Linked DNA regions of Mus musculus: regions 1, 2 and 3 are each linked to region 4. Evidence: chromatin contacts called from public HiChIP or PLAC-seq and promoter capture Hi-C data. All regions are on one chromosome and are shown on one strand. The core of a region is the stretch at or near the end of the contact, and the rest is flanking DNA. Distances in the headings are between cores, read along the strand shown. Region 1 holds the start of Farsb (phenylalanyl-tRNA synthetase, beta subunit). Region 2 overlaps Nyap2 (neuronal tyrosine-phophorylated phosphoinositide 3-kinase adaptor 2). Region 3 overlaps Farsb (phenylalanyl-tRNA synthetase, beta subunit). Region 4 holds the start of Mrpl44 (mitochondrial ribosomal protein L44).

Evidence for each region. Promoter capture Hi-C pulls out the DNA fragments that hold promoters and counts their contacts. HiChIP or PLAC-seq counts read pairs in DNA pulled down with a chosen protein or histone mark.
Region 1: a promoter capture Hi-C map of pre-B cells shows a contact between it and region 4. The contact joins the promoter of Farsb here to the promoter of Mrpl44 in region 4. A contact is called at or near these places in 6 of 39 promoter capture datasets (the C10 cell line, the HPC-7 cell line, the SN4741 cell line and 3 more), 4 of 484 Hi-C or Micro-C datasets (CD4 T cells, CD8 T cells, bone marrow-derived macrophages and 1 more), 7 of 115 datasets of contacts at active chromatin or transcription factors (the NIH/3T3 cell line, Th17 cells, astrocytes and 4 more) and 2 of 9 other capture datasets (adipose tissue and liver).
Region 2: a contact with region 4 is called in a promoter capture Hi-C map of second pharyngeal arch cranial neural crest. The contact joins the enhancer-like site here to the promoter of Mrpl44 in region 4. A contact is called at or near these places in 5 of 39 promoter capture datasets (the 3T3-L1 cell line, cranial neural crest, hippocampal neurons and 1 more), 6 of 484 Hi-C or Micro-C datasets (the N1E-115 cell line, cerebellum, cortical neurons and 2 more) and 2 of 115 datasets of contacts at active chromatin or transcription factors (astrocytes and embryonic forebrain).
Region 3: a contact with region 4 is called in an H3K27ac HiChIP or PLAC-seq map of large pre-B cells, with 4 times the contacts expected there. The contact joins the enhancer-like site here to the promoter of Mrpl44 in region 4. A contact is called at or near these places in 4 of 39 promoter capture datasets (the C10 cell line, liver and pre-B cells), 2 of 484 Hi-C or Micro-C datasets (B cells and CD4 T cells) and 3 of 115 datasets of contacts at active chromatin or transcription factors (the NIH/3T3 cell line, large pre-B cells and stem cell-derived neural progenitor cells).

What each region holds. Positions count from the first base shown.
Region 1 is chr1:78,487,462-78,490,161 of GRCm38.p6, forward strand. Farsb (phenylalanyl-tRNA synthetase, beta subunit) reads right to left here and starts at 1,436. Exons shown (of 17, transcript NM_011811.4): 1 at 1,324-1,436. The coding sequence starts at 1,381.
Region 2 is chr1:81,300,470-81,303,169 of GRCm38.p6, forward strand. The region is part of intron 6 of Nyap2 (neuronal tyrosine-phophorylated phosphoinositide 3-kinase adaptor 2); the gene reads left to right. Among named protein-coding and RNA genes, the nearest start is that of Nyap2, 220 kb to the left of the region's middle. Within about 2 kb of position 1,427, at least 19 of the 459 cell types and tissues checked have an H3K27ac peak or open chromatin away from gene starts, as enhancers often do. A contact at or near this core is called in the N1E-115 cell line and second pharyngeal arch cranial neural crest, where this site is marked.
Region 3 is chr1:78,434,744-78,437,443 of GRCm38.p6, forward strand. All of the region lies in intron 16 of Farsb (phenylalanyl-tRNA synthetase, beta subunit), which reads right to left. Among named protein-coding and RNA genes, the nearest start is that of Farsb, 53 kb to the right of the region's middle. Within about 2 kb of position 1,423, at least 63 of the 459 cell types and tissues checked have an H3K27ac peak or open chromatin away from gene starts, as enhancers often do. A contact at or near this core is called in the NIH/3T3 cell line, where this site is marked.
Region 4 is chr1:79,774,767-79,777,466 of GRCm38.p6, forward strand. Mrpl44 (mitochondrial ribosomal protein L44) reads left to right here and starts at 1,252. Exons shown (of 4, transcript NM_001081210.1): 1 at 1,252-1,545. The coding sequence starts at 1,367. It also overlaps a transcript of Wdfy1 not described here.

The DNA of each region.
Region 1 (2,700 bases), core at 186-2,685, 1.3 Mb before region 4:
TGCCACACACCATCATATGAACTTCAGAGACAGTGACCACCAGGAGAGAGAATATGATTTAGAGTAACAGGGCAAGTGAGGTATATTAATAAGCTTACTATATAAGGGAAACTGGTTAGGAAATTAAAACCACATTCCAAAAGCAAAGCGATTTCCTGTTTCTAAGGCCTTGGTCACAACTATAATTGTATCACTTGGGAGACTGAGTCAGGAGGATTGCCACAAGTTTAGAGTCAGCCTGGACTTCAGAATAAGGTTCTGTCTCCAAAAGAACAACGACAAAATCCGACAAACACAGGGGGTGAGTAATATCTAAAGTCCATCCTTAGGAAAAAAAAATCTTAAAAGTTTACTTGTACGACATCAGTACTGTGGTGTTATGAACCTGCTCCATTTTGTCCTCTAATTTTGGCCTCTAATACTCAAAAACAAGGAGGCTCTCATAAAACACTCGCTCTGACCTTTATAGAAGCTGATAACTACAGGGTGAGGCTGATACCATTTCAACTTACTACATCTGTGTTGGAAATGATAATTTGACTAATATTTACCTCCCTTCCCCCCCCCCCCACAATGGTTTAGTTTTAGAACTGAGAAAGAGGGAAGTGTGTCATGAATGCTAAGCCCATAGAAGTGATTCCATTTAGGGGTCAAATCAATGTTAACTATCAAATGCTACCCCTGCACAAAACCTGGTTTCCTTTCCCAGAAACATTTAGCATGTCCAATAAACCGTTTTACTAACATCATGGTTTGTTATTTTTCTCATGTATGTGTCATGTGCACAGCTCTACTCCCAAACACTGCCTGACACACTTCTGGAGCCTGGTCAACACTAAAATAAAGCCAATGCCGGGCTTGGTGGCACACGCTTGTTATCCCAGCACTCAGAAACTGAGGCAAGAAGACCGACAGTTCGAAAACAGCCTGGGCTACATAGTGAGACCCGCATCTTTCTTAAACGTCTCCCCTTCGCTGTCAATCTGGTTCCACAGCCTACAGTTGTGATGGAACCCAGGGTACGTTTCCTCGTCTGTGTCCCGACACCAAAGTCCGTGCTGGGCACGGAGTTGGAGCTCGGTCTCTAAATGAATGACACGGAGAGCCCGACACGCGCTGATGATGCAACGGAGCCACCGCGGAGCTGGTTCCGAGAAGCTACTTCAGCGCAGCCGAGTCTCCTCGCCCAGCAGCGCGCCCCTGAGGACTCTGGCCGTGCCGGGCCAAACCCCACGTAGCGGCATGAACGCCGCCAGCACGTTCTTCTGCAGGGCGAGCAGACTTCCCCAGGCACCGAGCCCAAGCCACGGGGCGGGCACTCACTGTAGGTCCGGCCCAGGGCTTGGAAGAGCAGGTCTCGCTTTACGCTGACAGTCGGCATGGCGAGTCGTGGACACTGCGCCTGCGCCACATGCGGGGCCTCAGCGACCCTAGAGTGAAGGACCCGACGCTCCGCTCTTGGGCTGTCTCACGTGATGCCTGTCTAAATTCAACCATTTGCACATCCGTTTTCCAGCCGAATATAGGAAAACACCTCTCTCTGGATTATTTAACATAGTTCTGTTGTGACGATAACCAAAAAGTTTGGAAAATAGGTGTAATCGGGTGGAATTATCTCTATTTTGACAGGCAAGAGTGAGAACAGACCTCAGAGGCCTGGATGCTTCCCAAAGCCCTAGGGAAGATGCCAAGTTGGGTAGGCGGAGCGCTAGATTGGTGGGAAGGACTTCCAGGTAGAGAAGTCCGCCCAGAGGTATTTGAAAAGCAAGGTAAACGGATGCAAGACTTCCTGCAAAGAAGAATATGCAAATACTAATGGCAAGGTCTGTTAACAGGCCACATTTTTTTACTTTTTTGAGACAGGTTTCTCTGTCGCCTTGACTGTCCTGGAACTCGCACTATAGACTAGGCTGGCTTTGAACTCCGAGAACTTTTGAGATCCGTACCTCCCTAGTGCTGGGATTAAAGGCATGCGCCACCACTGCCGGGCTTTTACTTAATCCTTTAACCCTCTTGAAACTACAGATTTTATACCCGAGCCTTGTTCGAACGCAGCAGCAGCCCTGTGGGTAGGCGTTGTTAGAGACCGCAGGACTTTTCTGTCAGATGCTGTACTCAGCCTAAAAAGTGCACGAGCAGATTTGCTCCTTAGAATAACTCTGAGGGACAGTACGTCAAATCATGGGCCACTGAGATGTCAGGACTTAATCCCGTGTAGCCTGCAAATGCTACTTTATGTGGTATCAGAGCCTATGTGGAATAAGCTAAGGGTTTTGAGATGGAACTTAGCCTAGGTTATTAGGATGGGCCCTAAATGCAATTGACTGTAGACTCAATAAGCGGAAGGCAGTGATTCCAGTAAGGTCACTAAAAAAAATAAAGTCAGTAGTCTTCGAAACTGGAAGAGATAAGGAGGGAAATCTCTCCTAGCCTATTCAGCAGCCCCCAAAACACTTGGATTTGGGCCAGTGAAATTGCTTTTGGGTTTCTTGCCTCCAGAACTTGAATATAACAAAGTTCTGTTTCATCTCATTCATTATTCTTTATGATTTGAGATAAAGGCTCAACTCTATAGCTGAAGCAGTCCTGGAACTCATCCTGTAGCTCTGGATGGCCAGAAATTTTCAGAGTTTTAAGGTGTCCTGAAAGACAAGAATATAAGTTACCTCACCAGACTCAAGTTTCTGTTTGAAATCAAAA
Region 2 (2,700 bases), core at 177-2,676, 1.5 Mb after region 4:
AGTTTAACAGTCTCATAACAAGCATCTCAAGAAATCTGCTACTGAGCAGAAACTACAAACTCATACCTGTCCCCAACACACTTATTATCCATCTCCATCGCTACCAGGAATGAGGCAGATTGATGCAATTTACAACTCCGTCTAAGAAGATTCAAACCCATGGGGTGGCACTTAGGTCAAAGGACTCTGAGGGTGTCTGCTAGCTGCTAGTTCTCTGTACCTGGATGTGTCCTTTATACCCTTATCATCAGAAGTCAAAACTAAGGCAATGGAAAAATTATAAAGTAGCTGAAGAATATTCTTTAGTGTGTGAAAGGCACAGATGTTATGGGAGGATCTGAGGTGAAGTTTTCACAGTGACGATCCCATGCTGTTTATTGTTATCTCTGCTTCTTGCCTGTAGGATGTACAAGGACATGGGTGGAGCCTTTCTGTTCTGTTCTATATCAAACAGGTGCTCTTACTCCCCCATGTGGCAAGAGAGAATGCCAGTGTGAGCTGGCTGACACAAGCTGTCCAGCGTGTCTTGCTTATGGGATGCTAGAAGTTATGAACTGAAACGCTTAAATGCGTCACTCTTCTTTTTTCCAGGGAGCCTGTTTTTTTATCTGTAGAGTATGGGAAGTATTATTTGTTTAATAGTATTGTTGAGAATCAGTGTGATTATAAATATATGATTCATATTATATAAAAATAATATACATTTATATTATATAAGTATATTATATAAATTATATATAATTTCAAATTTAAAATATCAATTATATTATTATAACTGATATAATATTATTGTGTACTAAATATAAATGTATTTTTATATATGAAAAGGATTAGGGATAATATTTATTCTTTCTCTTCTTGCCATACATCATTTTACTCTCTCAAATACTCAAATTTTTCGGATTGCTGGAAAATTTTGAGAGGAGACTTCTGGCCACTGATGTAACAAAGAAGTTGGATGCAGATGGGTGACTTAGTTCACCCCAGTATTCCTATGTAATCCTGTGAGAAATTAAACACTCAGAATTTGCTAGGGTAGTGACTTTTTCTTGTCCTGTATTTATCATGTGTGGTTTGGATAAAATGTAAGTGGAAACTGACTACCAGTGTCATTTCAGCTCCCCTGTCATCTACTGTTATTTATTGTCCTATCTAGATTAAATGACAAATGAATGCAATGGAAATTCTACAGCTATCTAGGATGCTATCAACTTTTGTGGTTAGGAGAAAGAAGATGCTATGGTCAGAATGGTCAGCATATGCTTTAAGATGTATCACTGATTCAAATACATTGTTTTCTTTAAACACCAGCATGCACTCTGTGGAATACACCTTTAACAACAGAAACCAATGGGGCTTCAACAAGCCTGCCCCACACTGCTTGGAGAACTTTAACAAATAAAGTGGATACATGGCTCCCCCTAGCAACCGAAATGTATAGTACAACCAGCTCTTCAAAGGCAGGGTTGCTTTTAAAGTCTTACTTGTAAACACACCTCCTGAGTGAGGAAAATGAGCAACTGTATCCAACGCCCCTTGTGTGCTGCACATTTTTATGGATAGATGAAGGTAACTGCATTGGGCTGTATGACTTCTTCCCTTCATTTAATTATCTCTGTTCAACCTGAGTCTTGAGAGAAAACAAAAAACAAAAAACAAAAAAAGCATTGCCCTTCTTTAATTAAATTAAAGTGCAGGGGTGGGGAGCTTAATTCAATAAATGGAAGAATAACTTCTTGATTTTTTTCCTTCTGTTAATGTCATTGAAATGAGTAGCTTAAGAATGTTTCAAAAAAAAAAAAAAAAGAAAGAAAAAGAAGAAGCTCTCTCTAGCTACTGGGTAAGCTTTCCTTCGACTTAGGTGACCAGTAGAATATGAAGAAATGTTTGTACACAACACTTGCTCACAGTTGTTCTGCACTTTATTCCAGTGCCTCTCTACTTTCCTAATGCTGTAACCCTTTAGTACAGTTCCTCATGTTGTGGTGACCCCAAACCATAAAATTATTCTGCTATTACTTCAATAACTATAGTCTCCCTGCTGTGAGAAATTTTAATGTAAATATCTGATACACAGGATACCTGATTTGCGACCCCCCAAAGAAGTTGAGACCCACCATTGAGAACTTTTGCTTTATTTGAATAATATGGTCCCGTGGTGCATGCTTTTCTGAAGAAACACTAAGGGGCGTTAGTCGTTCCCTTCTATTCTGTGTGACACATAAACGTTACCCCTCGGGTTGAACCACCTTGCTAAACAAAACAGATATCTTAAGCAGCACTCGTGATCCTCCTGCAACTGCCACAGCTCTCAGGATTCTGTATTACCATGTTCATATCATATCTACTTTGTGCTCTTAATATCATATCTAGTAAGAAGTCATAATATGTCTATTAGTGAGGAAGCTGAAGCCAGAGTGTCTCTGTAATTCAAATCTGACACTAGTCACATGGTGCTAAGGTGTAAGCCCAGATTGTCTTATTAAAGCCATGCCGTACACAAAGCTGCCTTCTTCATACTTCGGTTCTCAACTGCTCTCCACATTCTCTTTTGCTCATTGGCTTATTAAACATGCAGATTTTCTTGGGTGTTATATTTGTGTTCATCATTCTTAAATGAAATTTGCATAGGGGAGTATGAATTGCAACAGGACTTCAACTAAACAGTGTCCCAACTTTGACTAGTATCCCCAAGGGTGA
Region 3 (2,700 bases), core at 173-2,672, 1.3 Mb before region 4:
CCCATCCTTTGAAAGTTATTTTATCTTTTAAACATACAAATTGAATATGATCATTAGATACTGTTTCCTCAATTTCTCCATGAATTTCAAAAGGCATATGTGGTGGTTTGAATATGCTTGGGCCAGGGAGTGACACTATTAGAAAGTATGGCCTTGTTGGAGGAAGTCACTGTGTCACTGTGTGGGGTGGGTTTTGAGACCTTCCTCCTAGCCAAGTAGAAGCCAGTCTTCTGTTTGCCTTCGGAACAAGATGTGGGACTCTAAGCTCCTCTTGCATCATGCCTGCCTGGATGCTGCCATGCTTCCTGTTTTGATGATAATGGACTGAACCTCTGAACCTATAAGCCAGCCCCCCAATTAAATGATGTCCTTATAAAAGCTGCGTGGGAGCTGGAGAGGTGGCTCAGCAGTTAAGGGCACTGACTGCTCTTCCAGAGGTCCTGAGTTCAATTCCCAGCAACCACATGGTGGCTCACAACCATCTGCAAAGGATTTGGATGCCCTTTGCTGGTGTGTCTGAAGACAGTTACCAGCTACAGCGTACTCATATACATAAAATAAATAAATCCTTTAAAAAAAAATCTGCCTTGGCCTTGGTGTCTGTTCACAGCAATGGAAGTTTTGGAAGTTAATTTAATAAAAGTTATAGTAACAAATACAAAAGCAGTAAGTGCAGATACTATGAAGCACTCTGTAAGAAAAAATGGAACCAGTCTTCATTACTATGGTTGGAGTAAAGACCTCCTTTCTGATCTCAGTGTGAAAACATCTCCACTAAGAAAGTCAGATTCCAGAAGGAAAGAAATGAGTAACTTACTATATGATGCTTAAAAACCTCCATAGTAAAAGTCAGACAATCAAAGAGTTAACAAACTAAAAAAGGTACAATATTTATCACAAAAAGTTAATAGTCATACAACAGGAAAAGTTCTAAGACCAATAAATCTAAAGAAATAATTAACAAGAGGCTCAGAGAAAAGGAAATTAAAATATACCACAAATGAGAAAATATGTTCATATTTGTTCATAAAAAAGATGGAGCTAAATGTTAGTGAGATGCCACTTCCCATCTATGAAACTGAGAACAGAAAGGAAAAGCAATCCATAGAACCTACAATTCAGTGCACACAAGATCGTCTCATTGGCTGCACCTGCAGTGTGAGAATCAGAAGGTTATCCACCAGTTACCCTTTCCCAACAGCCCCATACCTCTAGCAATCTCTTCCAAAAGTACCCTGATAGAAGCATCAAATAGCATGAGCACAAGGCTACACACAGTGTAGTACTGACTGGAAATAAGCCAAAGTTCACTGTCGGAGAACTGGGATTCTGTACATGAGAACAGTTCATTTGGGCCAAAGAAAAAAAGCCCCAATATGCTGCCTCTGTGTAGGCTGCTGGAACAGGAAGCCAGCTACACAACAGTGCACACAGCATTGCTCACTCAGCTGAGAAGGCAGAAGGGTGTGTACGCATTTATGTGCTCTTATATCTAAAAACAAACCACAGAGGACAAATGAAAAGAAAGCTGAGGTCAGTGGAGCACACCTGTTAATTCCATCACTTGAGAGGTGAAGGCAGAGGGACCTTGGGTTCAAGGCCAGTTGTGGTTATATAGAAACACCCTGTCTCAAAAAAACCCAACACCAACACACACACACACACACACACCAGACAAACAAACAAACAAACAAAAAATTTCACAGCCCCAGAAGGTAGCAAAGGAATGGAATGAAAGATGAAACAAAGACTGAATATTATTATCTATATGTACTCACTCCGTAGGTTATATACTACAGATAAAAGAAATGGCTGTATGTAGTGCTTAAACTATTTTCAGCAGTCATACAGTTAACAACATTGGAATTCTCATTTTGAAACTCTGATGACACACACAGCCAGATGAGTAAAAGCAAACAAAAATGGAAATGTGTTTAAAAAAAAAAACCAAGAGTTTCAATGTAAACTAAGAGAACTATCCAACTTTGTAAATATCCTCAGGTTCTGACTATGAACTGAAAATATCCATGTTGGGATGGAGATGTAGCCTAGTGGTAAAGCATTTGGCTAACATACAGGAGGCCCTAGGTTCAAACCCCAGGACTAAAAGGGAAACAATATAAAAATCAAACAAAAACCTGTTTGATTTGAAAAGATCAACACTAAAAACAAAAACAAAGCAAACAAGTGTTTTCTGAATCTCGATAATCTTTGTATGCAAAAAAGCCCAGAAACAAAGTTGCATGGAGCAACAATGTCAACCTTAGCATACAGTCCATGATATAAATTTGATTTCTCACTAAAAGGAACCAGGGATCCTTGGACACATGGCTGACTCTAGTGCTAATAAGTAGTACAAACTCATTCAGGGAGCACTGGGGATAAAGAGTTTAGTCTGAAGGTGCCGATCTCAAGTAAGGTTAAGAATAGAGACAGCAGGTCCCCTCAGCTCTCCTACAGCCTGGAGCCCTTAAAGCTAAGCTCCACTTGACAAAATTCTGACTCCGTGTTCAGTTCCTCTCACTGGACTGTGACAGGAGCAAGTGTAAACAGGAGCTGTCTCACAGGATTCAGCACTACAGGACTGTGATGGAAAGCTCTGCCAAGACTGTTCTCTGTCACAGCCCTGGTAGGCACAGCCCTGTGAACCCAGCTCTCAGGAGGCTGAGAAGGACAGCCTGCTCTATAAAACAAGACTGT
Region 4 (2,700 bases), core at 2-2,501:
AAGGAGTTACAGAGACAAAGTTTGGAGCTGAGACAAAAGGATGGACCATCTAGAGACTGCCATATCCAGGGATCCATCCCATAATTAGCCTCCAAACGATGACACCATTGCATACACTAGCAAGCGTTTACTGAAAGGACCCTGATATAGCTGTCCCTTGTGAGACTAGGCCGGGGCCTAGCAAACACAGAAGTGGATGCTCACAGTCAGCTATTGGATGGATCACAGGGCCTCCAATGGAGGAGCTAGAGAAAGTATCCAAGGAGCTAAAGAGATCTGCAACCCTATCAGAGGAACAACATTATGAACTAACCAGTACCCCAGAGCTCTTGACTCTAGCTGCATATGCATCAAAAGATGACCTAGTCGGCCATCACTGGAAAGCGAGGCCCATTGGTCAGGCAAACGTTATATGCCCCAGTACAGGGGAACGCCAGGGCCAAAAAATGGGAATGGGTGGGTAGGGGAGTGGGGGGGGGGAGGGAGTGGGGGGACTTTTGGGATAGCATTGTAAATGTAATTGAAGAAAATACATAATAATAATAAAAAAAGAGAAAAAAAATGAACAAGCTGTTTGTGAAAGCAGGCACAAAGACCCTGGAGTCTAACTGGGTGAGTGCAGGGGAATTGTTTCCCTTGTATAAGAACCATACAGGTGCCTCTCAAGGAAAAGATGTTCACCATAAAAACTATGGGAAAAGAAGCAGAGACACTTCCATTTCTGACTTCAGGTCTTTTACTCATATTTTGTTAGGAAAGCTTCAAACGTTGATACAGATTTTTAAAAAAAAAACTTGTAATTTCACTGTTAATATTTTTATGTACCCCTCCTGGTCCCGAGTCTTCCCCTGTGGGAGGGGGGTAGGGTGGGAGGAAAGTAGTTGTTTTAAAATACAAACTTTAATTTTGGTTAAGTTAAACACACTTCTGAACGTGCTTTTGTAAGCGAGACTTTTTGGAAACGGTTGGGTGAAGCCTTAAACTTTGAAAACATTTCCTCAGTAGTGGCTGGAATGATGGTCTGCAACTTTTAAGACTGAATGTAAACAAGAAATGTTTTTCTTGTGAAAATTTAAGTGTTTTATTTAGAACTTTAAAAACTAGTTTTTGTTCTGCTTTAATGAGAAATAAACACAAGCGAGACTGATAGGGTCAAGCAACTGTTTCTCAACAATTTCTGCACCCATACTTACAGAATGGGCAGAAAGAAGCACTTGCGCACGCGCAGTACACTAGCCATGCTCCCTCTTCGGTGTCCTCCAGCGTTCAGGCCTCTCTCTGCTGCTGCACCAGTTTCCGGGGAACCGCGTTCGGGCTACACCGCTCCGGCTGTCTTCCTTCCGCCTCCTATTGCCTTGTTCTTGCCATGGCTTCTGCTGTATTCCGGTTGCTGCAGCAGGGCCCTCGCCGCCTATTGGCTCCGGCCGTCCCCACGCTGGCTCCTCCGGTTCGGGGAGTGAAGAAGGGATTCCGTGCCGCCTTCCGCTTCCAGAAAGAGCTGGAGCGATGGCGCCTGCTACGCTGCCCGCCGCCGCCAGTGCGACGGTAGGCGTCTCGGGAGGGTGGAGAGGCTAAGGTGGCGGCGAGGACACCAGGCTGCAGGCAACTGCGGTGGGCACGTTCCTGCAGGCAGCATGGGGCAGAGGAACTGGGCGACAGGGGCTGGGCTGTCCCCTGCAGAATCTCACTAGCTGAATATAAGCAAATGGGGTCGACCAGAGGGTAACTGCTTGGGATTGGGATTGACCCAATTTTGTCACTTCCTAATCTCAGGCCAATTGGGTATTTTAAAGAGGAATAGGGTCATCAATTCTACCATATTGCGTACCAGGGTAGAAACATTTAATTCTGTGTGTAACAGAATTTCATGTCCACTGCCTGGAGTGAGGATAAAAGTTTAGGTTTTTTATCTAATTAATCTTCTTGCCTGGGGGCGGGGGGGGGGGTTGTCGGACAAATCAAAACAGCCAACAACAACAACAACCTCAACAAAAACCCCACAGATTTTTCTAAAGTGCATCATGCTTATATACGATCCTGCATCATGCACTTTCTGTATACTCTGTCTTAGTGGGCAAAAGTACACGAAGATCAACTTCATTCTTACAGTTTCTTTGGCATTTGACTTCCGTTAGATTGTTAGAACACCAAAGAAGCAGGAACTGTCTCTAGTTAGCTAGTTATTCCTGAGCTGAGACTTTGATTACTATTTTAATATTGCCCTCCAGGAGAATATTAATCCCCTTTACACTAACACCAGTGAGAATACACCTTCTATTGCACAATTATTGTGGTTTAATAAGCAAGACTCAGAATCATGTCTTAATTTACATTCCCTTGCCCAATAGACAGGTGGGTATTTTAAGATTAATGAGTTAAAATTGGAAAAAACTATAGAAAACAAATTTAGATTTATGATTTTAAACTTAGATCTATTTTTCTTCTCTCTTTTAACTTTAAAGGATTTTATTGTGGCATTATTTTTCTCTAGGAAAAGACATTTAATTTTCTCTAGGAAAAGGCATTTAATTCTTGGAATTGTGTGTCTGTACAGTGTACCTGCACACACCAGGCCATTGTGTCAATTACCACTACCACTGAATTAGAACAGCCTCAACCCTCGCCTGTGGTTATGAAATTTTGACACACTCATAAGACTGATATTAACTTATGTAACTGGAAATTCAAGTGGACATTTCT